Regions from separate parts of the Danio rerio genome. Here region 2 is linked to region 1. Evidence: chromatin contacts called from public HiChIP or PLAC-seq data. All regions are on one chromosome and are shown on one strand. The core of a region is the stretch at or near the end of the contact, and the rest is flanking DNA. Distances in the headings are between cores, read along the strand shown. Region 1 holds the start of cdk6 (cyclin dependent kinase 6). Region 2 holds the start of hepacam2 (HEPACAM family member 2).

The links. HiChIP or PLAC-seq counts read pairs in DNA pulled down with a chosen protein or histone mark.
Region 2: a contact with region 1 is called in an H3K4me3 HiChIP or PLAC-seq map of gastrula embryo, with 4 times the contacts expected there. The contact joins the promoter of hepacam2 here to the promoter of cdk6 in region 1. A contact is called at or near these places in 2 of 4 datasets of contacts at active chromatin or transcription factors (embryo and gastrula embryo).

Annotation. Positions count from the first base shown.
Region 1 is chr19:42,875,026-42,881,792 of GRCz12tu, forward strand. cdk6 (cyclin dependent kinase 6) reads left to right here and starts at 4,432. Exons shown (of 7, transcript NM_001144053.1): 1 at 4,432-4,655. The coding sequence starts at 4,432.
Region 2 is chr19:42,977,549-42,984,315 of GRCz12tu, forward strand. It overlaps hepacam2 (HEPACAM family member 2), which reads left to right and starts at 2,081. Exons shown (of 9, transcript NM_001245085.1): 1 at 2,081-2,146. The coding sequence starts at 2,086.

The DNA of each region.
Region 1 (6,767 bases), core at 3,182-5,681:
CAGAATTTGATGTCAATATGCCGTTGGCTCGACGATGGATTTTGGTCACTTTCTAACAACCTAAAATCAACCAATTATCAACGTCTAATGGTGTTACAGCTTGACGTTGTGTGGACATTACCACTGACATCTACCTGAAAAATAAATGCCTATATTTGACGTCAATATGACGTTGGTTTTAGATGTTGGCTCGATGTTGGATGTTTGTCACTTTCCAACACAACCTAAAATCAACATCTAATGATGTTACAGTTTATTGGAGATTATAATAACATTGTCCCTAGCCGCTGACTAGACATGGAATTTTGGTCACCTGACATCACAACCTAAATCTAACCAAATATCAATGTCTTATGATGTTGTGTGCTTGCTAGGAAATAAAAATTCACTACAGAATGTTGTTTACAATAGAGGTAAGTTGGTTTTATATTCGGATATTCAGACTTTCTTCTTAATAATGTAATTTCAGAAAAGTATTCTTTGCAAATTCTAAATAGGGAAATTATATTAGCAGCCAATGACTATCAATGTACAGCATTGTTAACAGTAAAATAAACAGTGCTAATGTTGTTTTCTAGTCACACTTGCGGGTCATTTCAGACCGATTATTTGGTAAATAATAAAGGGAGTTGACACTGAACGAATGTGAGAATATAAAACCAATTTTACCTCTATAAATCATATTAGCAGCCAATGACTATGAGTACAACATTGTTCGCAGTGCATTAAATGCCATCAACCTGCCATCAGAAACATTGACTCCCTTACATTGTTCAAATCAAAACTCAAATCCCACTTATTTAAGATGGCTTTTAATACTTAATTTTATTTGCACTATTGCTGTGTATATTTTATTATTTCTTTTGTTGTTTTATTATTTTTGTTGATTGTACGGTGTCTTTGAGTTGCTAGAAAGGCACCTGTAAATAAAATGTATTATTATTGTTATTAGATAGTGTTGCTGTTGTTTTGAAGTCACACTTGCATGCTAATTCCGATCAAATATTCAGAGTAACAAGGTAAACAACATAGACACTTCTAAATGAACGAATGTGCGAATATAAAACCAACTTTACCTCTATACGTTTACACACATCCACAAATGACATCACCTTTTTACAGCGTAACGGGGTATGTGCTGAGCTAGTGTGTTTCTCATACTGATAAACGTCCGGTGATCTGTAATTGTGAATTTTTTTTCTATTTTATACGATTTCTTTTACAGCATCGATGTTGTAATGTCATTCAAATACAATCAGTTAAACAGACTTTGGCATTCATTTAGTTGCTCAAGCGTAAAACGAGACAAAAAGCCGTTTGCTCGCACTTGCCCGTCAGGATCAGCAGGCTAGCGCAGAAGCTCCATTGAATATACTGGGGTAAAATAAATGCTCAAATTATAAAGACATGTCTGGGAAAATGTAATTTAATGCAGTGCTTGTACAATCTGAAACCCATTTTACATCGGATATCACTCAGGCAGTGGAGATCGCTCATTTTTAAAGAAAACAGACCTTAAAATTGCAGATTTTGCATTGGCATACAGTTCACCGGAAACGATTAACCCTGGTTACTGGCAAATTAAAAGTCCTATTAACATGCTTCAGCATATACCCTGTCCGCTTGTTAAGTGTGGCGTCACGCGAAGCGGCTTCCGGCCCCAACTGAATGGGGAGATTCATGAAATGGTAATAATAAACGTTTACAAAGCGATTTAAGGCTTTCGAAAATCAAGATCGCAGTATAAATGTCCATGCCTAATATCCGATAGACAGAAAGTGATGAATTTTTTATAAATTGTTCAAATGTTGGTATTTGTTATGCAGCAAGCCCAGAGATTGTTATGTACACTATGATTTTATATACAATTAACTTTCATGTGTGATAGGAATAAAATGTGATCATAAACGAATGATTTCTCCACTCAAATGAGTGGCGGCTTGGACCCGGAAACAGTATAAATACGTCAGTAACACGTCACCACTTAACAAGCGGATACTCAGTACTCTTGAGTACTTGACTACTTTTTACCCATACTTTGAGTAATATTTACAACAGGTACTTTTAATACTTGCACTAAATTTTAGGCAAGTAATGGTACTCTTTCCACCACAGATGATTACTTCTATTGTCAACATTTCCGTCTCTTAAAGCAACTACAAATCCTCTAACCAGGCAGCTGGACTAACACAATTCCTTCATGTTGTCCCAACACAAAACGGTTAAGTTGGCCTAATGGTTTACAAATTTAAGTGGAATAAACATAAAACAAATAAACTGGCCAAAAAATTGACAAGAATTGTGTTGTTTCAGCTCATTTTAAATAACTAGTTTGAACAAGCTGCATTAATATTTACAAGAGACGCTCACGATTCAATGAGTGCACTTATTGATTATTATTAATTTCCATAAAACTTTTCGCAGAAGCCTTCACATCCAATAACCTTCCGCGTCCCGGCTCTATCTCTCTCCCTCTCTTTCTATCCCCCCGGTGTGATCCCGTTTTGACACCGAGACAAAAACAAAAAAGCAGTATGAATGGTGTGCAGATCGAGCAGGCAGGGAGAAAGCAAGAGGAGGCGGTGAGTCTTTGTAGTCTACGAGGAATGCGGAAACGCTCCTGCTCTGTGTCAAACTGCTCTGAAGGGGGTCAAGCCACATTCAGCCAGCGTGGGAAAGCGAGGAGGGGACCGAACACACACACACACACACACGCCGCGTATTCCTGCAAAACTTCCAGGGGGAGCGGATCGATGAAAATCACTCGCTTATTTTGCATGCATGCATTCGGCTCTACTCAAGACGGGCTGATCGGACGATCTTTCACTTGATCCCCTGTGCCGTTTGGTGCTGCCGGAGATGGGGCTTATTCGCGCGTGCACCATCCGACTACCTGTGTGGCCCGTGGCGCGGACGCTGCATGAGCTGTGATGCGTGTGGAGACGCAGGGAAAGTTGCTGAAGTTTATGAATGACGCGACTCTCCGGGCGGAATAAGCACCAACCGGGTAACTATACTGACCATTCACGCGTTTTTGCAGTTTTTTTGCGTGGGTTGTTAGAGTTGCGCGTTCACGTGGATGGGAATAATGTGGGCGCTTTTGGTTGCGTTTATGGATATGCGCACTGCTAAAACAATGCAATCAGTAGACAACCACGTGCTCAAGGCTGTGTGGCACAAAGAGGAGCAGGGGTTGTCAGTAGGAAACTCTGAACCGTTTGGGTTTTATTGACAATGTGGGGCATGTTTTATATTTTTATCGGTTGGTTTTGAGAGAGTTATGATGTCGGAAGCCTATTTTTGACATACCTGTAATCTCTATAGGTTAACCATGCGAATATGTTGAGTTATTTAGAAAATAATAAGGCCTAATAATAATAATAAATCCTCATTTAAGACTTTTTATTACCACTTTACATTACAACTTTTAACTTGGTTGTTGTCAAATGTCTTTATAAATTTTCATAGGTTTAAATTTAAATACTAATATATTTAATTTGAAATATTTTGGTTATTAAAATAAAATAATAAACAACTACAACAAAATGGTACAACTGTGCTGAAGCTGTAAAATATTGTTTTATTTATGTTTTGTATTCTGTATGATTTATTTACAGTTGTTTAAAGTTGGGAATTAATATTTTATTTAAATGTCAGTGTGGTCTAACCAACTTTGCAGGAAGCCATTTTGTTGTTACAAAAAAAGCTATAAAAAAAAAGGAAATGATGTCACAGAGGGTCCCATGTAGATCCCACTGATCTAGAACAGACCATCATAATTGAGTCAATGTCATTAATTTATAATAAACAGATTATATTGTCTTTTTGAATAAAAATATTGAATAAGTTAACTAAATTAGTCATAATCATGACTAAAATTGTATTTAAAATACTATATATATATATATATATATATATATATATATATATATATATATATATATATATAGTGTCACAAGTAATTTTGCTAGGTGGTTGCACCACTTGACTTGACATTTTAGCCCAAGATGCTTTCCATGTCATATAAAATGTATGAAGTATACAAAGCCTGAAAGCACGTGTGCTTTAACAAGACCTTTTAATGATTTCAGGACACCATCATTTCTCATATTCTCCCACACTTTATTACTGTGCACTCCAGATGTTGATATATTAACAAGCCTATCTGTGATATTTGGCCATAAAAGCGGCGGAGTTAGCTTTGTGTATGTTGTATTTATGATTTAAGGACTATGTACGTTATCTTCAAGCCCTAGATAAGATTTGATTTAGCTCTGATCACATTTGTGTTTACCTCTGCCTCTTTTGTGCTCGCGCTCTACAGGCAGTGCACGTGCCAGCGCCGCGCTCCCAATAATGCCTTTGTGAAATATCCGCGCGCGCTCGTCACGTTTCGGGATTCCCCGCAGATCCTCGCTGTGAAAAAAAAACATGGACAAAGAGAGCTCGACCCAGCAATATGAGCCGGTGGCTGAGATCGGCGAAGGTGCATATGGGAAGGTGTACAAGGCTCGGGATTTGAAGAACGGGGGCCGGTTTGTGGCCCTGAAAAGAGTCCGGGTGCAGACTGAGGAAGAGGGAATGCCGCTGTCCACCATCCGCGAGGTGGCGGTGCTGAGGCAGCTCGAGTCCTTTGAGCATCCAAATGTTGTCAGGTAAAAAAAAATCATAATAAAAGGAGGAATGGTGGTTCTGTTGATTAAGGATGTGTATTTGATGTTTGTACATGTCTTAGGTTTGTTTATAGGTGATAATTCCTCTTGCAGTTATAGAAAACATCACAGAAGTTATAAAGGTTTACACTACAAATAGCCTACTGTTAACACAAAAGAAACAATCACATTTGAACCATTAAAACTAGTATATTTGTTATGCTTTTTAATATGTTTTGTGACCAGTTCCATTAGGTATTATCTTAGACCAATGGAGACCCAAAGGACAATTATGGCTTTCATTAAAACCAATACAGTTTCCACTTTAACCATCAAAACCATTACATTTTAATGTTTTCATGCGTTTTCTTACATATTCCATTGGGAATTATTGTAGAGACCCCAATCACCATCATTTAAATGGAGTTAACTTGTTAATAAAGGATCAGCGGCGGAACCAAGTCTCACTTTGTCTCCTTAACCAATCACCTACTCCCTTAAACTTATTTAAGGAAGACCATCCCACTAGCACTGTTCTTCTCGGTTTTTAAACCCACCCTCTCTCCCTTCAATTAATCGCTTCCCATTCACAATCCTATAACCCTCTTTACTCCTACATGTAAGTTGAATCGGGGCTTTTAGATTAGATTAGATTCAACATTATTTTCATTACACATGTACAAGTACAATGCAACGATATGCAGTTTAGGTCTAACCAGCAGTGCAATAGCAGCAAGTGCAGGATACAGGTAAACGTTTTACCTGTTTAAGTGCAGTTATAGAAAAACTATGGTGATATTTACAGATGGATGTACTATGAACATTATACAGGTTGTACCCTCCTGTTTACCAGACATCCTCTTACTCCTGTTCCTTTTCATCCCACTGCTCTTCTTCTATCACTTTTATCCCTACATCCCTACAGTTAAGTCTAGCTTAAAATTTGGCGTGGGCCATGCTGGTTAAAACTTAACAATTTCCATTTTAACGATGGACGCCAGTACTTATTAATGAATTCTGATGTGTTTTGTTACATATTTCTTTTGGAATTATTGTAGAGACCAGTAATGACCTAAATGGCCATTATGGCTTACATTAAATCTAATACAGTTTTCATTTTAACCATCAAAACCAGTAGGTAATGTTTTCTAATGTGTTTTCTTACGTAATCCATTGACCAATCATGACCCATCATGCTTTCAATTTAAAACCAATACGATTTCTGTTTTAACAATCGAAAACAGTACTTTTTAATTAATCCCATTGTGTTCTGTTATATATTCCATTAGGAATTATTGTAGAGACCCAAATGATCATTATGGTTTCCATTAAATACAAAACAATTTTCATTTACACTATCAGAACCAGTAATTTTTGATAAATTCTATTGGGTTTTGTTATATATTTCACTGTGAATTATTGTAGTGACCAGAAGAGACCCAAATAATCATTATGGTTTCCAATAAATCCAATACAATTTCCATTTTAGCAATTAAAACCAGTACTTTTTAATGAATTCTAATATGTTTTGTTACGTATTCCATTGGGAATTCTTGTAGAGACCCAAATGACCATTATAGTTTCATTAAAACCAATACAATTTCCATTTTAATGATCAAAACCAGTACTTTTTAATGAATTCCAATGTGTAATATTCCTTTAGGATTTATTGTTTTTTGGCATGCCATCAATAAAAGACGAATAAATTACAAGTAAAAAGCCAAAGAACCATTATGTTTTCCATTAAAACAGATACAGTTTTTCTAATATATTCATAAAAACTCCTACAAATCCAATGACGACTTTCATAGGATTGCAGAAAGACAAGTCAAAATATAATGTTAATTATAAAGTCAACCCAGTGCTAAAAGGACTGAGACTAAATGCTGGTGTTTTTAAGAAAAGCCTGATGCTATAATGAAAACAGCATTATTCCTCATATCGCAAGTTTCATTTCCTGCACCTTTCTCCGGCCCTCAATATTTTTAATACGACTGCTGACATATCCTTTTCCTGATATCAGAGGTTATTGAACATGAAATCCTGTCCCCGTCAGTCATTAAAAATGTTTGGGCATGTTACGTTCACCTCTAATCTGCAGGAGATCTGAGAAAT
Region 2 (6,767 bases), core at 831-3,330, 100 kb after region 1:
CATGACCAGAAGTTGTTGTACCACCAAAGGTCTGCTCTTTTAAATTGATCTAATGACTGGAGCCCATTTGAGTTTAATGAACTCACTATCATGTTCAAGAAACCAGTTTGAGATTGAGCTTTGTGACATGGTGTGTTGTTAAAATCAAAAGATGGGCACACTGTGGTCATTAATGGATGAACACTGTCAGGATAATTTTCAGGTAGGTTGTGGAATCAAAACAAAGCTTAATTAGTATTAAAGGGTTTGTTCACCAAAAAATTAATTGAATGATTATGATACTAATTAATCACCCTCATTTCATTTCAACCCCGAAGACCTTTGCTCATCATCGGAACACAAATGAAGATATTCTAGATGAAATCTGAGAGCTTTCCATTTACATCAAGATTCCTGACTCATTCAAAGTCCATAAAGGTACTAAAAACATCATCAAAACAGACCATGTGTTTTCACTTGTTCAATTTAAATATTATTAAGCTACAAGAATATATTTATGAGCACATTAAACAGAAAAAATTGAATGAAAAAAAAATTCTCAGTATAGGGTGCACGTCCACAAGCCCTGATGCCTATACTGACACGGAGGAGAAGGAACTGTTAAATAAAGTCTTTATTTTTGTTTAATGTGTGCATGAAAATATTCTTGTAGCTTGAAAATATTGCTTCTTCTTTGTTCTGATGCACACTTTGAGCATGCCTAAATACACTTTCGCTGCTGTGAGATTGAATTGAACGATTAACAAAAAGGAGTTTTTACTAAAGTTGCCTGCGATTTGTATGTTACTTTAAAATGACTGAATCTGACCTGTAATTAAGGAGTAAATCACCATTTTTTGGTGGGTAAAAACTGAAACTTACACTGAAAAAAAATGACTTTGAATGTGGTGTGGTTGTTGGTGCCAGACGGACTGGTCTGAGTATTTCTGAAACTGCTGATCTACTGGGAGTTTCACGCACAACCATCTCTAGGGTTTACGGAGAATGGTCAGATAAAGAGAAAATATCCACTGAGCGGCATTTCTATGGGTGCAAATGCTTAGTTTTTGTAATATTTTGTTTTATTTAACATTTTTTATAAGAGTTTTAACAAACACAGTACAATACCAATAAAAAAATACAATACAAAATAATTGACATTAGCCCCATCCCACCCCCTCAAAAAAAAAAAAGGGGGGGGGGGATCGTCTCAGTTATCAAATATACCTAAATATATACATGACATATGTAGCATAAACAAATTTAAAAAAGATGACAGTATTCACATTTCTACAAAGTCAGTGTCATGAATATATGAGTTAGCGATGAAAATCTCTTAAAATAGTTCCCCATGTGGTTTCAGCTTTTTTCTGTGAAGTTTCAAGACGTAGTCGTGCCATTTGAATGACATAAAGCAGCTCATTCAACCATCTCTTAAAACAGGGAGCCTTTTCCAATTAAGTAAGATCATCTTGCAAATGCCTTGTTGATCAAATCACGCAAATCATCTCAGAGTGGTTTCTTGAACATGACAATGAGTTCACTGAACTCAAAAGGCCTCGACAGTCACCAGATCTCAATCCAGAAGAGCACTCACAGGAGATTCACTGGAAATTCACATCATGGATGTGCAGCCGACAAATCTGCAGCAACTGCGTGATGCTATCATGTCAATCTCTCTGAGTGATGTTTCCAGGACCTTGTTGAATCTATGCGACAAAGGATTAAGGAAGTTCTGAAGGCAAAAAGTGGGTCCAACCCGGTACTAGTAAGGTGTACCTAATAAAGTGGCCGGTGAGTGTACTTTGCATTCATCAGAAAACCCTGTGTCTGTCTCTAGTTTGAGTGTGTGTTCAATAAGGTTTTGTGCTGCGATCTGACACTGTATTAAAGCTGAGTTTCTCTGCAGTGAGTCTGTATCGGTGAGAGTCTCTGGGCCTCAGGCGGACAGCAGTGTTTTGGGAAGCTCGTCCAGGTGTGTGTGTGTGTATGTGTGTCCTAATGGCTTATGGGCGGAGCCTCTATGAGCTTCTCTCATTTCCCTGGCAAATACTGTCACCAGTTCCCTTTTCTTGTCACACAGCTTCTACAGATTATATAGCTCAAATGGAATGTGTTGAAGTCACCATGATCCTGCTGATATGCAGCTTATTTGTCATAATATCTGGTAAGAGGATGTTTATTTCTTTCTGAATGTCTTGCAAGAGCAAAACATTCAGCATTTTTACTACGATGCTTTCTAAAAATGTATATATATAAGTTTGGCCAAGAGGTCAAATGAGTGTTATTTATATAAATACATTCCCAGAGTTAAAAAAAATTACAGTTAAATTAATGCCATTTGAAGTGTGTACATATATATGCATATCATTTGCACTTAGGGAAGTAGATGGAGGGATACTTTGGGAAAAATGGTTGAATTTTTTTATATTACCAACTTCCTGTTTGTGTAACTTGATTTTTAGAATAAAAATAAATAAACAAAGTGAGACTTGAACTTGTGACAGTGAAACTGTGGTTTGGTTTTAGTTCTGGAATAGTCAGGTGATTACTTCCTACATGGGAAAAATTCGCTTCCACCTTTTATTTTTGGTCATACGTATAACATGATTAAAAATATATCATTATTTTAAATCCTTACAAATATTTATTATTTTTAAATCGATTAATTACGACAGTTCAAAAGTTTTTGTTGCGACTTTAATATGTTTGTCCTTAAATTATGTTCGGTTACACTTTATTTTGATGGTCCATTTGAGTATTAATAGACTGTGTGCTTAATATGCTGATACTGCTCCTTCAACAGACATTAAACTGAATATAAGAAACTTTGTATGTACATTTCAACTAACAGTCTACTTATGATCTTATGAGAATTAGTTGCAATGTAACTTAAATTCAACAAACCGTCCATCAAAATAAAGTGTCCCCTTATGTTCCTTTATATTGCATATAAAAATCTGGCACAATTTATATTACTTTTAAAACTTAAAATTCAAATGTTTTAAAAACACTTTTACAAAATTATGTTTTATGGAAACACTTTAGTGCCATTTTATATATACATTTTAATTAGATCTTTTTACAATCATTAAATATTTTTGGCATTCAATAATAATTACATTTTGTTTAGAAATGTGTGCTTTTATGTGCTAAATTACATTTTGAACCTTTTAATAATGGTCATAATACAAAAAAATGTAAATAAAATAGTCTATCCTATAACATAATGAACTATATATTTAAAATATTAAAACAAAAGTCATGTGTGTGTGTGTGTGTGTGTGTGTGTGTGTGTGTGTGTGTGTGTGTGTGTGTATATATATATATATATATATATATATATATATATATATATATATATATGTACAGTGCTCAGCATATGAATACACCTTTCACAAATTTCTCATTAAAATTAATATTTTCTATAGGGAGCTTTACAATATTATATTTGTGCACATACATTAGTTTAGTTAGTACCGAAAGCCCAATCGGGAGCTTTATCTAACAAACTAATGGTTAAAAAATGAGCAGGCCAAAGTTATTTGTTAGGGAAAAATATTGAATAAACTTTTCAAAAATAGCTAAAATCAAGAGAAACAAAAATATATATACAATTTTGTTGAAATGTTGTAGCTTGTTTTTTTTTTTTTTTTTGTGCAATATTTTCCATGAACTGAAAAAGTTCAAGTTTGAGATCCACTGGTCTAATGCAAATTAAACTAGTCTGTAATGAAAGTTAGTCTGTAATGAGAGCTTATTTTCTCCATATAGCACAATAGAACCAATTGTGTTCTGCGGCACATCAGCTAGAAGTTCATTCATTCATTTTCTTGTCGGCTTAGTCCCTTTATTTATCTGGGGTCGCCACAGCGGAATGAACCGCCAACTTATCCAGCAAGTTTTTACGCAGCGGATGCCCTTCCAGCTGCAACCCATTTTGGATTGTGGGGGAAACCGGAGCCCCCGGAGGAAACCCACGCGAACGCAGGGAGAACATGCAAACTCAACACAGAAACGGCAACTGAGCCGAGGATCGACCCAGCGACCTTATTGCTGTGAGGCGAACGTGCTACCCACTGCGCCACTGCGTCGCCTCAGCTAGAAGTAAATTAATTCAAATTAAATACAACGTCCAAGCCAAATGCGCTGCTAGTCATCATAACTGTGACTTAATAATAACATTAATAACATTTATTTTAACCAGGTTAGTCGATTGAAAACCAGTTCTCATTTACAACGACAACCTGGCCAAGAGGCAACATTAAAAGCAGATATGAAAGAGCAGGGACGCAATACAATAACAATTTCACAAATGCAGATAATAGCATATAAAACCAGGGAACAACTAAAAACAGGCACTGTGATCTTGTACTATTAACTGGATTGAATTTTGTGAAGGATGATAGTGGAATGAAAGTGTTGAGCTTTAGATGATTCCAGGCATCAGCAGCAGAAAACTGAAAAGAGTGGCGACCAAATGGGTATACAGAGGTTAATAAATCTACTAGAGCACAGATTTTGATGTTTTCTGAATGTCAAGAAGTGACTGTAAATATAGTGGAGTTTTCCCAATAAGAGTTTTATAAATGAACCCGATGAATTTGTCGACGTGATTGAAGGGAAGGGCAATTCAATAAAGAATACTTGCTGTTGAAGTCAGAATTATTAGCCCCCTGAATTATTCGCCCCCGTGTTTATTTTTTCCCCAATTTCTGTTTAACGGAGAGAATTTTTTCAACATATTTCTAAACATAATAGTTTTAATAACTCATCTCTATTAATTGATTTATTTTATCTTTGCCATGATGACAGTACATAATATTTGACTAGATATTTTTCAAGACACTTCTATACAGCTTAAAGTGACATTTAAATTCTTAACTAGGTTAATTAGGTTAACTAGGCAGGTTAGGATAACTAGGCAAGTTATTGTATAAAGGTTTGATCTGTAGACTATCGGAAAAAAATAAACCTTAAAGGGGCTAATAATTTTGTCCTTAAAATGGCATTTAAAAAATTTAAAACTGCTTTTATTCTAGCCGAAATAAAAGAAATAAGACTTTCTCCAGAGGAAAAAATATTATCAGACATACTGTGAAAATTTCCTTGCTCTGTTAAACATCATTTGGAAAATATTTAAAAAAGTTAAAAAGGGGGCTAATAATTCTGACTTCAACTGTATATCTATCAAGAGTCATTCTCTTGTGGCAGATGCTTCCTGAATTTTCATTTTGGTGTCACCTGATTCTTTAACATTCAAAGCTTTAGTGGATTATTCACAGTCAGGCTTTTGTTGTTTTTCCAGCACACACACATACACTTGTATATGCATTAATGAATGGTGTGATGTTTGTTTGTGTTTGAGAACTCATAAAGGGTTGACCGTTTGCTGCTCAGTATCTCGATTCTTAACGCCTATTGTGAGGAAGGTGGTCGTATAAGTGCACTGTTGCTATCCTGAAATAATCCTTACCTTGTTTGAAGACAATAAGAGCAGAACAGGCCAAGCGCACTTATTAGCGATGCATTCACAGCTTAAACTGTGGCGTAAACACAGGCACACTTTTGCACATTCACCCTCCGGCCCTTTGTGCGTGCAATAAGGGCGTCTTTATTTATTATTTAGCGCACAACACGAGCCGCGCAGTCATCTATTGTAATGCACAACACTGGCTGTCAGTAGGGGTGGAGATGCTCGTGTCCGGGTGGTTAAAGAAGTCATAAAGAGGGAGGAGAATCAGACTGTTTACCTGCCTTCTGCCACACGGCTTTACCTGGCAACGCAATGCAGATTAACAGCTGTCGCTTGAAGACTGTGTGCAGTTTATCCACGCTAAAGGAAAATTTGCCCTTGAGTTTTTTTCAGATCTGATCTGAAGGGTCTGTTGAGCGCAAAAGAAAGTGTTTTGAATAATGTTGATAGCGGAACAGTTTCTAGTTTCAACTGACACTTCGTTTTATGTACTTTAATGAAATAATTTGTTTTTATTCTTTAGTGTTTAGACACCCACTAAATTGTCACTTTTAAATGTTTATATACCAAAAGTTCTTGTCAGGCATGTGAGATCACAGTGCAACAGCAAAATACCAGTTGTTGTGTTTATACTTTGCCGCTAGTCTTCAAACTATGTATTGAATGACCAGGAAACATTTTAGTTTGACTTTTCATTTTCACTAGTCATTTAGAAATATTAAAGCAGACACTGACTGTACCTGCATTATTCACACTTTTAATAATATCAAATCAGATCTTGCCTTTGGCCTATATACAGTTACATTTAAGTAAAGTTTGTTTATGTAATTATTTTAAGGCAACAGGTTGATTAACTTTAATTAAAGTCAACTTATCACTTTGAAAGCAATGAGTTTAAAAACTTCATCTAAGTCACTTTAAAAGCAGTGGGTTTAATCATTTTAAGTAAATTCAACTTATTCATTCATTTTCTTGTCGGCTTAGTCCCTTTATTAATCCGGGGTCACCACAGCGGAATGAACCGCCAACTTAACCAGCAAGTTTTTACGCAGCGGATGCCCTTCCAGCCACAACCCATCTCTGGGAAACATCCACACCCACATTCACTCATACACTACGGACAATTTAGCCTACCCAATTCACCTGTACCGCATGTCTTTGGACTGTGGGGGAAACCGGAGCAACCGGAGGAAACCCACGCGAAGGCAGGGAGAACATGCAAACTGCACACAGAAACGCCAACTGAGCCGATGTTCGACCTAGCGACCTTCTTGCTGTGAGGCGACAGCACTACCTACTGCACCACTGCCTC